2 separate regions of the Bicyclus anynana genome follow, and region 2 is linked to region 1. A link is a contact called in public Hi-C data. All regions are on one chromosome and are shown on one strand. Each heading gives the region's core, a stretch centred on a gene start, on an enhancer-like site or on the middle of the called end of the contact. The rest is flanking DNA. Distances are from core to core; before and after follow the strand shown. Region 1 holds the start of LOC112046149 (zinc finger protein Xfin-like). Region 2 holds the start of LOC112047813 (catenin alpha).

What was found. Hi-C and Micro-C count contacts between places; a contact is called where the count stands out from the background.
Region 2: a contact with region 1 is called in a Hi-C map of whole body, with 2.9 times the contacts expected there. The contact joins the promoter of LOC112047813 here to the promoter of LOC112046149 in region 1. A contact is called at or near these places in 2 of 2 Hi-C or Micro-C datasets (whole body and whole larva).

What each region holds. Positions count from the first base shown.
Region 1 is chr27:7,002,409-7,007,631 of ilBicAnyn1.1, forward strand. It overlaps LOC112046149 (zinc finger protein Xfin-like), which reads left to right and starts at 2,694. Exons shown (of 4, transcript XM_024082667.2): 1 at 2,694-2,831; 2 at 2,942-3,174; 3 at 4,327-4,455. The coding sequence starts at 4,341. LOC112046145 (GTP-binding protein 2) reads left to right here. Exons shown (of 18, transcript XM_024082656.2): 18 at 1-852.
Region 2 is chr27:7,186,712-7,191,824 of ilBicAnyn1.1, forward strand. It overlaps LOC112047813 (catenin alpha), which reads left to right and starts at 3,482. Exons shown (of 24, transcript XM_024085071.2): 1 at 3,482-3,665; 2 at 4,573-4,754. The coding sequence starts at 4,586.

The DNA of each region.
Region 1 (5,223 bases), core at 1,444-3,943:
AAGGATTGATTTGGTAATCTATTACTTTTTTTTTGATACATTTAAATTTGATTTCCATTTAAATTTTTCTGTTATGATATGACTTATGACCACAGATTAAAGAATAATAGGCAGATAGACCGCACGGAACACGACGGTGTCGTAGCCGTTCCAAATACAAAATAAAAAAATGAATACATTCTCGAGTCAGTACGACACGAAGCGTCGCATCAGTAATTTTCAATATTATTCAAGAAAAATGGCATCTTATTAAATATTTTAAAACCTGTTCACAAAAAGTAAAGAAATAAGATGGAGTATTTTTTTATTGGTAATTATTGATTATTATATTAATTTACGTAATTGTTGTTAGTGTTAAATTTTGAAATACAAATTATGAAAAAAGTATATGGGAATGTCAAGGAAACGCGTGACGTTTGGGGTTTTATGGGTTTCACCACGCTGCTTGTAAAGACTCATTCTGGATCATCTTTATTCTGTGGTATTTATTATAAAGAATTTCAGTCGAGTCATTATTATAGTTAGAAATTAATTTCTTTTGGGGGTTTTTCAAAATTATTATGTATAGTATTTATTAAAGTAAAACTTCTCTTGACTTGTGGAGTATTTGATGAATGTTACGAAATGTGTAATCGGGTGAGGCGAACGGACGTCGAGCCAAAGAAGTTTTACTTCAGTTGAATGGTTTAGAGCACACACTGTTTTTTTCTTTTTTCGCACTTCCAACGACTTACGGTTCTAATTACTAACTAAATACTAATTATATAACAAATATCTAACTATTAGGCAAATCTATTGAGAATTTTGTGAGCACATTTATAATAATATAATAAAATATTCTACAACATTCAACACTGTTTATTTTCTTCATTTCCATTCCTTTTAATTACATTTATATTTAGTACTAGCGGACGCGTCCGCCCTTAGGCCCCCTAGTTTACGGAATATGGGGATGAAATATAGCCTACGTAACTCGCTGATAATGTAGCTTTATAATCAGAATGGTTATACGCTTTGTACCACAGAACAAAACTAACGTTTTATGTACTTATATACTAAACTTATTATCGGAACCAATAATAAATCATTTAGGCAAATCCCGAAGAGTAGTTATCTACGGAGATGCATCGCCGAGTGAAACTCACACAAATTGGCATTGGAGCTGCTACAACAATGAAACATCGACTGTTTATACACAAAGGCGTTAGATCATTGATGTTATACTTTGACAGAGAGTAATGTTTAGCGAGGCAGGTCCTCTATATATTTTGTCTGAAGCAATCCGTGTAGGTTATAGTTTTAGGGCAGCCATTCCGATAATAAGGCCTAGTTCGGACTTCAGTATTTTAGTCGAGTACGAACAATTTTTGGATCTACCGCAATGACCTCTTTTAATAAAAGGACGCACTATCATGTAGAAAATTTCACTTAAAAACTGGCCAATTTTGCTTTGACAGTTTTAGAATTATTGGTTAAGAAAATTATACCTATAAAGGCCTTCAAATATAGTCCAATATTCAATAAAATCCCAAATACAGAGCAAATTTTACCTTAAGGATTGAGTTTAAGGCTGAATTTGCAAATGCGACTACTTGATTTGAGTGCCAAGAAGTTGTGTTTGGCACTCATTGAGTGGGGACATTTATTGGTCGCTAATTGTACATCTACTTTTTAATAGGAAATCGATGATTTACCGCCCAAAAAAAGAGCAGTGAAAAATATATTTTATTGGTATTAAATATTTTTGCATCCAACGGAACTGTGCTACCCTCTTAATATCCTCCAGCCGCTGGATGCTGGCGGCTTGAGATCCTTGTACTTGGAAGTTCATACAAGAAGATTATTATCAATAAGATGATGATGTAATATTTTCGATGTGTGAGTTTACCTCGTCCCCTTCAAAAAATTACAATTCTGTTCGTTAATTTAGGTGCGATTCTGGTTCTTCTTTAATTGGTCTGAGATGCAAAACTACTTGCACAAACTACATGCATCATGTAAAAGCACTTAAACAAGTGTATCAAGTTATCTATGGTCAGAGTGTGCCATAAACTAAACGACAAAGGAAGGTTTAACCACAGAATCTTAAACAGAAAAGGAACAGATTATATAAGTCATAGATTTATAAAGTCTATGATTTAAGTTGACTGTTGAGGTGAGTAGGGATGGGCAAGTAGATAAAATATATCGATATATATCGTATCGATAGTTAGTCGATAAATATCGATATTTCTATATATTTTGCCCAAGAAACCTCTACCAATTTAATAAGCACTGTCAAAAGTACGTACGTAGTAAGTACTACCTATTTATTAAGCACTGGCTTCTAACAGTACAATTCATAGACGTTGTAGGGCCACCCCCAGGGGATCATTCAACGGTTGAGTGTCAAATTCTCAAACAAATAAAAGTTAAATTCGACACTCAGCGGCTGAATGAACCCCTGATGGTGCCCCTGCAACGTCTATGAATTCCACTGTAAGACCTTCAGTCTTCACTGCACAGACCACAAACGGGGCATAGACATGTTCCATGACAAATGTATTCATTTCTTCGTTTTTGATATTTGAAAATAAATATCGAAAATCGATATATCAAAAAAAATCGCCGGTATGTATCGATTATTTTCGAGAAATATCGATATTTTGATACATCGATTTTTTTTGCTCAAGCCTATAGGTGAGGTTATAAAATTAAAAAAAATGTTTTTGCTGCAGAAGCCAAAGCGAGCTATGGATATTAAATTATTCGTTTTTATTTAATTTATAATCGAAAACCGCTTAATTTATAGGTAACACGAAACACTTAGACACACTGCCACAAATACTTTGGTAATTTAATTTTTTATAATTATTATTCATTGATACACGAAATAACGAATCCAAACATCATTCAGCTTCCCTTTCATTTTAGTTTTTACGTTATTTCTCTTTATTTACAGTTAAAGTGCACCTTATCGACGAGTTCCTGGTAATTTAAGACCTTAGAATCGGTTCAACAGTGATTATTAACGCATTTATTGAATACGTAACAATTGGATATAAACGAAAAGTATGTGAACCAAATACACGAATATTTTAAATGATATTGCATTTTGAAGAACACAAGGGGTTTTGACCTGTTTGCTAAACATTTTAAATACATGGCAGTTTACTTGTGAAATACAAAACACAGGTAAGTCTAAAATTATAACTGAATGCTATTTTTATTCCAATCATTTGATCACTCTGGGATCACAATCAATCTATTTTTGCAGACCGACAAAGTAGTCCTATAAGTTAGGTATATATTTTTTTCCTTTCATGAAACTGACCCTAAAAATATTTTAAAATAAAGAAACTTCTTAACCCTACACCTGCTTCTGCTTCTGTTTTTCTCTGCCACATAATGGACCCAGCACCAGCACAGTGAATACATGGAAAGCTAAGATTTTTCTGGGTTGGTTGACTAAGATTTGTTTTTGTTTTAATATGGCTTCACAATACAGTCTGGCAGTCATCAAGTATAATTTTAATCAAATAATGTGCCTTACTAGGGCAAAAGTGGTCAAAAGTCTGTCTTACTAAAGTAAAGCAACCTTACTAAATAGTTTGAGTCCACCGACAAAATCACATTAATCACTTAAACCATTCTTGTTCATCTATATTCAATATACCTAATGCAATTTACTTTATGATGGCCTCCGTGGCGCAGTGGACTTACAAGACAGAGGTCCTGGGTTTGATCCCTGGCTTGACCATTGAGGTTTTCGTAATTGGTCCAGGTCTGGCTGGTGGGAGGCTTTGGCCGTGGCTAGTTACCACCCTAACGACAAAGATGTACCGCCAAGCGACTTAGCATTCCGATATGACATTATGTAGTATTTCATCCTCCCCTTAACAAGTTAGCCCGATTCCATCTTAGATTGCATCATCACTTACCATCAGGTGAGATTGAAGTCAAGGGCTAACTTGTAAAGAATAAAAAAAAGAAAAAAAAAGCAATAAAAGTCTAAAATGCAGCAAATTAATGAAAACTATTTTTTTTCTTTACAAGTTAGCCCTTGACTATAATCTAAGATGGAAGCGGACATCATGCCGGAACGCTAAATCGCTTGTTGATATGTCTTTTTCAGTACGCTGGTAATTAGCTACGGCCAAAGCCTTCCAATAGCCAGACCTGGAACAATTAAGAAGACCTCAATTGGCCCAGCTGAGGATCAAACCCAGGACTTTCGTCTTGTAAGTCCACAGCACATACCACTGAGCCACAGAAGCCGTCCATTGATGTGATTCTCACAATTTTCCTGCAAAACTCCTCTGCTAAAATATTTGTCTCTGCTTTCAGCTTTACCATAAACAATGGAGGACGACATAGACATAGAAGAGCACAATGTCCTGGACAACCCACTCATCAAGAACATGATCCTGGACATCTCCAATATCAAGACTGAAATAGAGGACTATGACGAACAAGGTGTGTAATTATAGAGCTCTGAGGAAGTTCTACCACCTCCTTGTATTGTGATCCTCATCACTGAGGGTTGCGACCTCATGAGCAGTATAGATACACAAGAAAGCCTCCTAGGGTCCCGTGGCATTGCTCTGCGGCTTTTAGGGGCAGTTTTAAATATGCCGCCATGCGATGCTGGAATAACATTCCACCACCTATTCGCAAATCTCAAACCAAATTTAGCTTCTCTTAAAAATTTAATAAGTTCATGTTATCCGTTTTTAAGCTGGAGCTTCCTCCAGCACTACATCTTGAAAACATCTATTTGAGGCAGATCAGCTTATTTGATTGTCTAGAACTGCATATGTAAATACTAGGTGACGCCGCGCGATTTCACCAGCGTGGTTCCCGTTAACGTAGAAATATGGGGATAACATATAACCTATAGCCTTTCTCGATAAATGGGCTATCTAACACTGGAAGAATTTTTCAAATCGGACCAGTAGTTCCTGAGATTAGCGCGTTCAAACAAACAAACAAACTTTTCAGCTTTATAACATGACTGTATAGATATATAGATTGGTAAAATTAATGTATGAACAATACACAGTTGAGCACAAACCTAATTGCCTTATATATTTAAATTAAAATTACACGTGTGTATATTATTTGTATGATTTGAAAATTTATTGTTGTGTGCTGTAAGGATATATTTATTGGTGTTAAATATTTTCAATGTGTGAGTTTACCTCGTCCCTCTCAAAAAACATACAGACATATTTGTTGGTGAAT
Region 2 (5,113 bases), core at 2,232-4,731, 190 kb after region 1:
AAACAGAAACTCCAATCAATAATAATTACATTCACGATAAATTAAAAGCTACTCAATATCAAGCGCGTAAAAACTTAAAAAGAGATTTTATTGTAAGTGAGGATACTGTATCTTCTGAAGTAAAATTTGATACTAAAGAAAAATCTATTAAACCTCATGAAAATCTTCCCCATTTGGTTATAGAAGATAGTGACCAGTCTAAACTATCTGAAGAAAATATAGAAATTAATGAAAGAGTAACTAGCTCAAAATACATGTATAATAATTCTAAAGTAAAATATACAAAAGCCAATGATGATAAAATAATGGAGAAAGGAGTAATAAAAGCAGACTATAAACGACACAAGAAGAGAACACATATAACTTTATATCCAGATAAGGTCGAAGTCGCAAAACGCAATCTAAGAAGAATTTTTAATACTCTGGTCTCAGTACCTTTTGATGAAGATAATATTATAAAACATGTTACGAGAGATAATATAGATAAATTCAAACTCAAAAGAACAAAATTAGCACAAATAAGTCATAACGCCGAGATAGATGTTAATTTTAAAGATAAAATGATTAAATTCACTCCTTACTTTAGGAAGGATACTTCTATGAAAGCGCGAAGGTATAGACTTTCGATAGCTAGACATACCCTCATTTAAAAAAGGCTGAGAGTGAGAAGAAGCCCCCTAAGTGCTGGAATGGCGACCACGCACCGGAAAGCGCGGTGTTGGTCAACAAGGAAGTTGCATGAAGCCGCTGGATGCTGGCGGCTCGAGACCGTTGTGTTTGGAAGCCCATGCAAGAGGCCGATGTCCTGCAGCGGACGTGCACCGGCTGTTAATGATGATGATGATGAGGATGATAATGATGAAAGTGACGAACTTTGTATGGTAACTATGGTCATCATCATATCAGTCGATGGAGTCCACTGCAGGACATAGGCCTTCTGTAGGGACTTCCAAACATCACGATACTGAGCCGCCTGCATCCAGCGAATCCCTGCGACTCGCTTGATGTCGTCAGTCCACCTGGTGGGGGGTCGACTAACACTGTAGTGTAGTGCGGGGTCGCCATTCCAGCACCTTGGCACCTAACTAACTAACTAATAGGTAATTAAAGGTAACTATGGTAGTTACCTTTAATTACCTATAATAACTAATTATGAAGTTTGGACTGTGGAGAAACCCTTCGACAGAGACTCTTGTAGTTCTCTTGAAAAAATTAATGGTATTTTTAAGGTTTGATTAATTATTGAAGACGCTTGAATCTTTCTACGTTCCAAAGCACCACGGTCTATGCCACATAATTGGCTACTACACAAACAAATTTTCAGCCTTCATAAAAAGTACATAATCATGTCCATTTTCATAATGTTAACAATAAATTATTCTCAACTAATATTATAAATGCAAATGTGCTTTTGTTTGTGACGCTATTAAGCCTATATCACTAAACTGGTTTTATTTTTTTCTTCAATGGATACTACATTATTGGCGAGTAATTGAAGCTTTATTTTATCCCCTTATTCCTATAAAAACGAAAAAAAAAGTTCATTTTCATAATTTTTATCTTGGCTTTTCAGAAAAAAAATGCACAACAAAAGATTGAATAATAATAGAGACTCTCTAGAATTGAAATCAGCTAAAGATCAGAATACAAGAAGAAAGGCACTTACAATACAACATACAGAAGGTCTCTACTTTGGTAATTTGTATAATAGTGAATACAATAAATCCCAAATAGTTACCGAAAGTGTTTCAAACCAAGTTAGTAACAATAACAATATGTACCATCGTGTTCATCAAGTTAAGGATTATTTAGATCGAATTGATAACGATGATAAAATTGATCTTGGTGACGTCGGAACTTTAGAAAATAAATCTAAAGTAATGAAAAAAGAATTTGGTTCTAGTGAAGTTAAAGTTATACACAAAGAATTTAAGCTAGACAACAGACTTGCCGAAGAACCTATATTAATAAAAAAGAAACGTGTTGGAGGACTCAAGAAAATAGCAAAAACGGGAAACAGTGACAAACATATTAAAGTCAAAAATAAATTCAAAAAAGCCGTTTCAAGAATTGCAGAATCTATTGAAAATTATAATGTAAGAAACAGAGAATATAAACGTTCGAGAGAAACTGATTTAAGTGACGAAGTTATTTTAAGCACTGATATAACTGAAACAATTAAGTCAAGTACAGATAATATAAACAAATATCCATTTAAATCAGAAACCATTACTAAAATGATACCTACAGATACTTATTTACCTCCCGTTACTCAAATAAAAACTGAAATAGAAATTCTTAAAGGAACTTACGAAGTCAAAGATATGACTGACGCAAATATAATTACTAACAACCGTAAGAGTGGTCTGAATAGTTATATTAAAAGTAGAATTGAAAATAGCGCTCCAACGAAAACTGCTTATAGCAAACCTCGGTACTCTACTACCAAAGTGGAAAACGCTACTATAACAGTTAATAAAATCACTGAGAGTGATGATATAAATGAAATTATCGGTAAGGATGATTTGAAAATTAATGATAAAATGTCTGCTATGCCTAGAAAAAGTTTCAAACAAAATCAATCTAAAGTAGAGAACATAACACTAAAAATAAACACGAGGCGTACAATAAAACAAATTGAAGGGCTAAAAGTAAATATCTCGCAAAAACCCAATGTAAAACCAAGAATCATTAAAAAGTTAATCAAAGGCAAACCATATAGTACATTTAGTAAACTGAATCAAACTAAAACAAACGATCCAAAAAGACGTCTTAATCCAAAAACTACTAAAAATTTAATTAAAGAAAAACTAGTTACGAAGATTAAAATACCAAATAAAGTGACTATTGCAGATAATGTAACTATCCCTCATGAAGTAGAAAAGTTCTTGATTAATCCCAAAGTTACCGATGTAGAAGACGGTGCTAAAAAGAATGCTATAGAACAGCAAATGAGAGCAGATTTCGGAAAATTTTTCACTTCTCCGACAACTATTGCTACCACCACGGTCGCTTATACGGACATATTCGAAGTGATGGATAATGCATTTGATTTAGGAGCTTTGAAATAAAATAAATGTTTATTAATAGTTTGTGTTTAATGCTTGTAAGTCATGGTATGCTAAATTCGCAGTTACTAAAGCGGCAAGGGGACTAGGTTAGGACTTTAGGTTTGGTAGAAAAGATGATAGGAAGAACAATTTGTTCGTTTTTCGGGACAAAAGACAATAATGTCATTACATGGGTTAACGTGGGCTGGTTTTATTTCCGCAGCCACGTGGCCGTAAAAACAATTCTGTTAAATTTTGAAACAAAGAATCTACATTCTACAACATTTAATAAATGCTAAATACTGTCAAACATTAAAAAATGCAAATAAGTTACTTGCACTGTGTAAAAGCACCATTTATGTGTAACTTTAGCTTATTTCTAAACTGGCAATGATGAATAATTTGTTTCTGTTTTTAAGCCATTATAATCTGGCAACACAGTTCCACTGTTTTTGACACGCCTTTGTGAGGTATTTCGTGTTATTTTCCTACATTTTCGTGATTAAATCTTCGTTATTTTAAGTGAAGTGTGTTAAATTTTGTGTATTACATTACTATAAGTGTCGTGCATTGTATTAAATAGCGGACTTCCTTCAAAATATCGTCCAAACTAAGGTAAATGCGAGCACAATCAATGTCAATATTTTACTCGACCAAATAAAAAAGTTCGCTTTTCAGTATTGTTTTTAAACGTAAAAACGACCTATCGTAATTGGTCGCGTTATTAATATTGTAGACCAATGTTTTGTTTATTTTAAAATCACTTTCATTTCGTTATTTATCAAAATTTCAGTGTTATTTGGTTTAATTTGTAGTAAACACTCGTATTTGATACCTAACATGTCTAGTAAGGGCTGTAGTTTAGTGGGATGAGTCACCTATAACAGTAGTTTACTTTCACAAGTAGTGGAAAATTATCAATGCAATCATTCGTATCGGTATAGTCATTGAGTTAAATAAATGACTAACAACCATAACAAGAAATTATACATATCCATACACTATATGATTACCCGTTCCCGAGGGAATATGTGGTTATTTGTATGAAAAAAATTCTATATTGGTTTAGTACCTAGATCCAGAGATTGCCCACTACAAAGAAACAAACTTACAAACTTCATCACTTTGTAATATTAGTGATAGTAATACAATAATCTTAACATTCCATGGATTCACTGTGCTAATGCCAGATCCATCACATGGCAGAGAGAAAATCTCTGAGGAGAGTCCTGGACTTGTGATCAAATAACTCTTTCTCATAGCCGGTGAGAGATATGACCGCAGGACCAATGACTTTACGTGCTCCGAGACAAGGAAGTGTACCAACACCAACAATTAAGATTTTTCTTACAAAAAAACTCTTACTAACATATTTTTTTTGTTGGCCTGACGATTAGAACCCTCGACCTTATTTTCCTTTGCCAAACCAGCTACAACTGGACCAATGAGGCAGTCATATACAACACACATTTGACTCTTACACAACTAACACACAATTTATGATCAACATTACAAATTCCAGAACCCCGTCACCAATGGCGACCCTAACCGACCCCTACGGCACCACAGGCCAGTTGACCCTCAAGTGGGACCCCAAGAACCTGGAGATCAGGACCATGTCAGTGGAACGGACTCTAGAGCCCTTGGTGCTCCAGGTGACCACCCTGGTCAATAGTAAGGACAAGTCTGCAAAGAAGAAGAGACGTAAGTTGATTTTATATAAAGAATATGAATGTAAGAAAAAAAGTGGAACCCCACAACTGTTTTGGTTTAGTAATCTCTGTGGTATTTAATCATTATTTTGTTGTAGGGTTATGTTTTTATATTTTTTTGTTCTATTATTCTCATGCATCATTAACTACCCACTATTTGGCTTACTATAGAGCGCAGTTAGGCTAATAGTTCATCACGCTGGCCCAATGCACATTGGCAGACTTCACACACATAAAGAATTCAGAAAATTCTCTGGTATGCAAGTTTCCGCATATTGTTTTTCCTTCACCGTTTGAGACACGTGATATTTAATTTCTTAAAATGCACACAACTGAAAAGTTGGAGGTGCA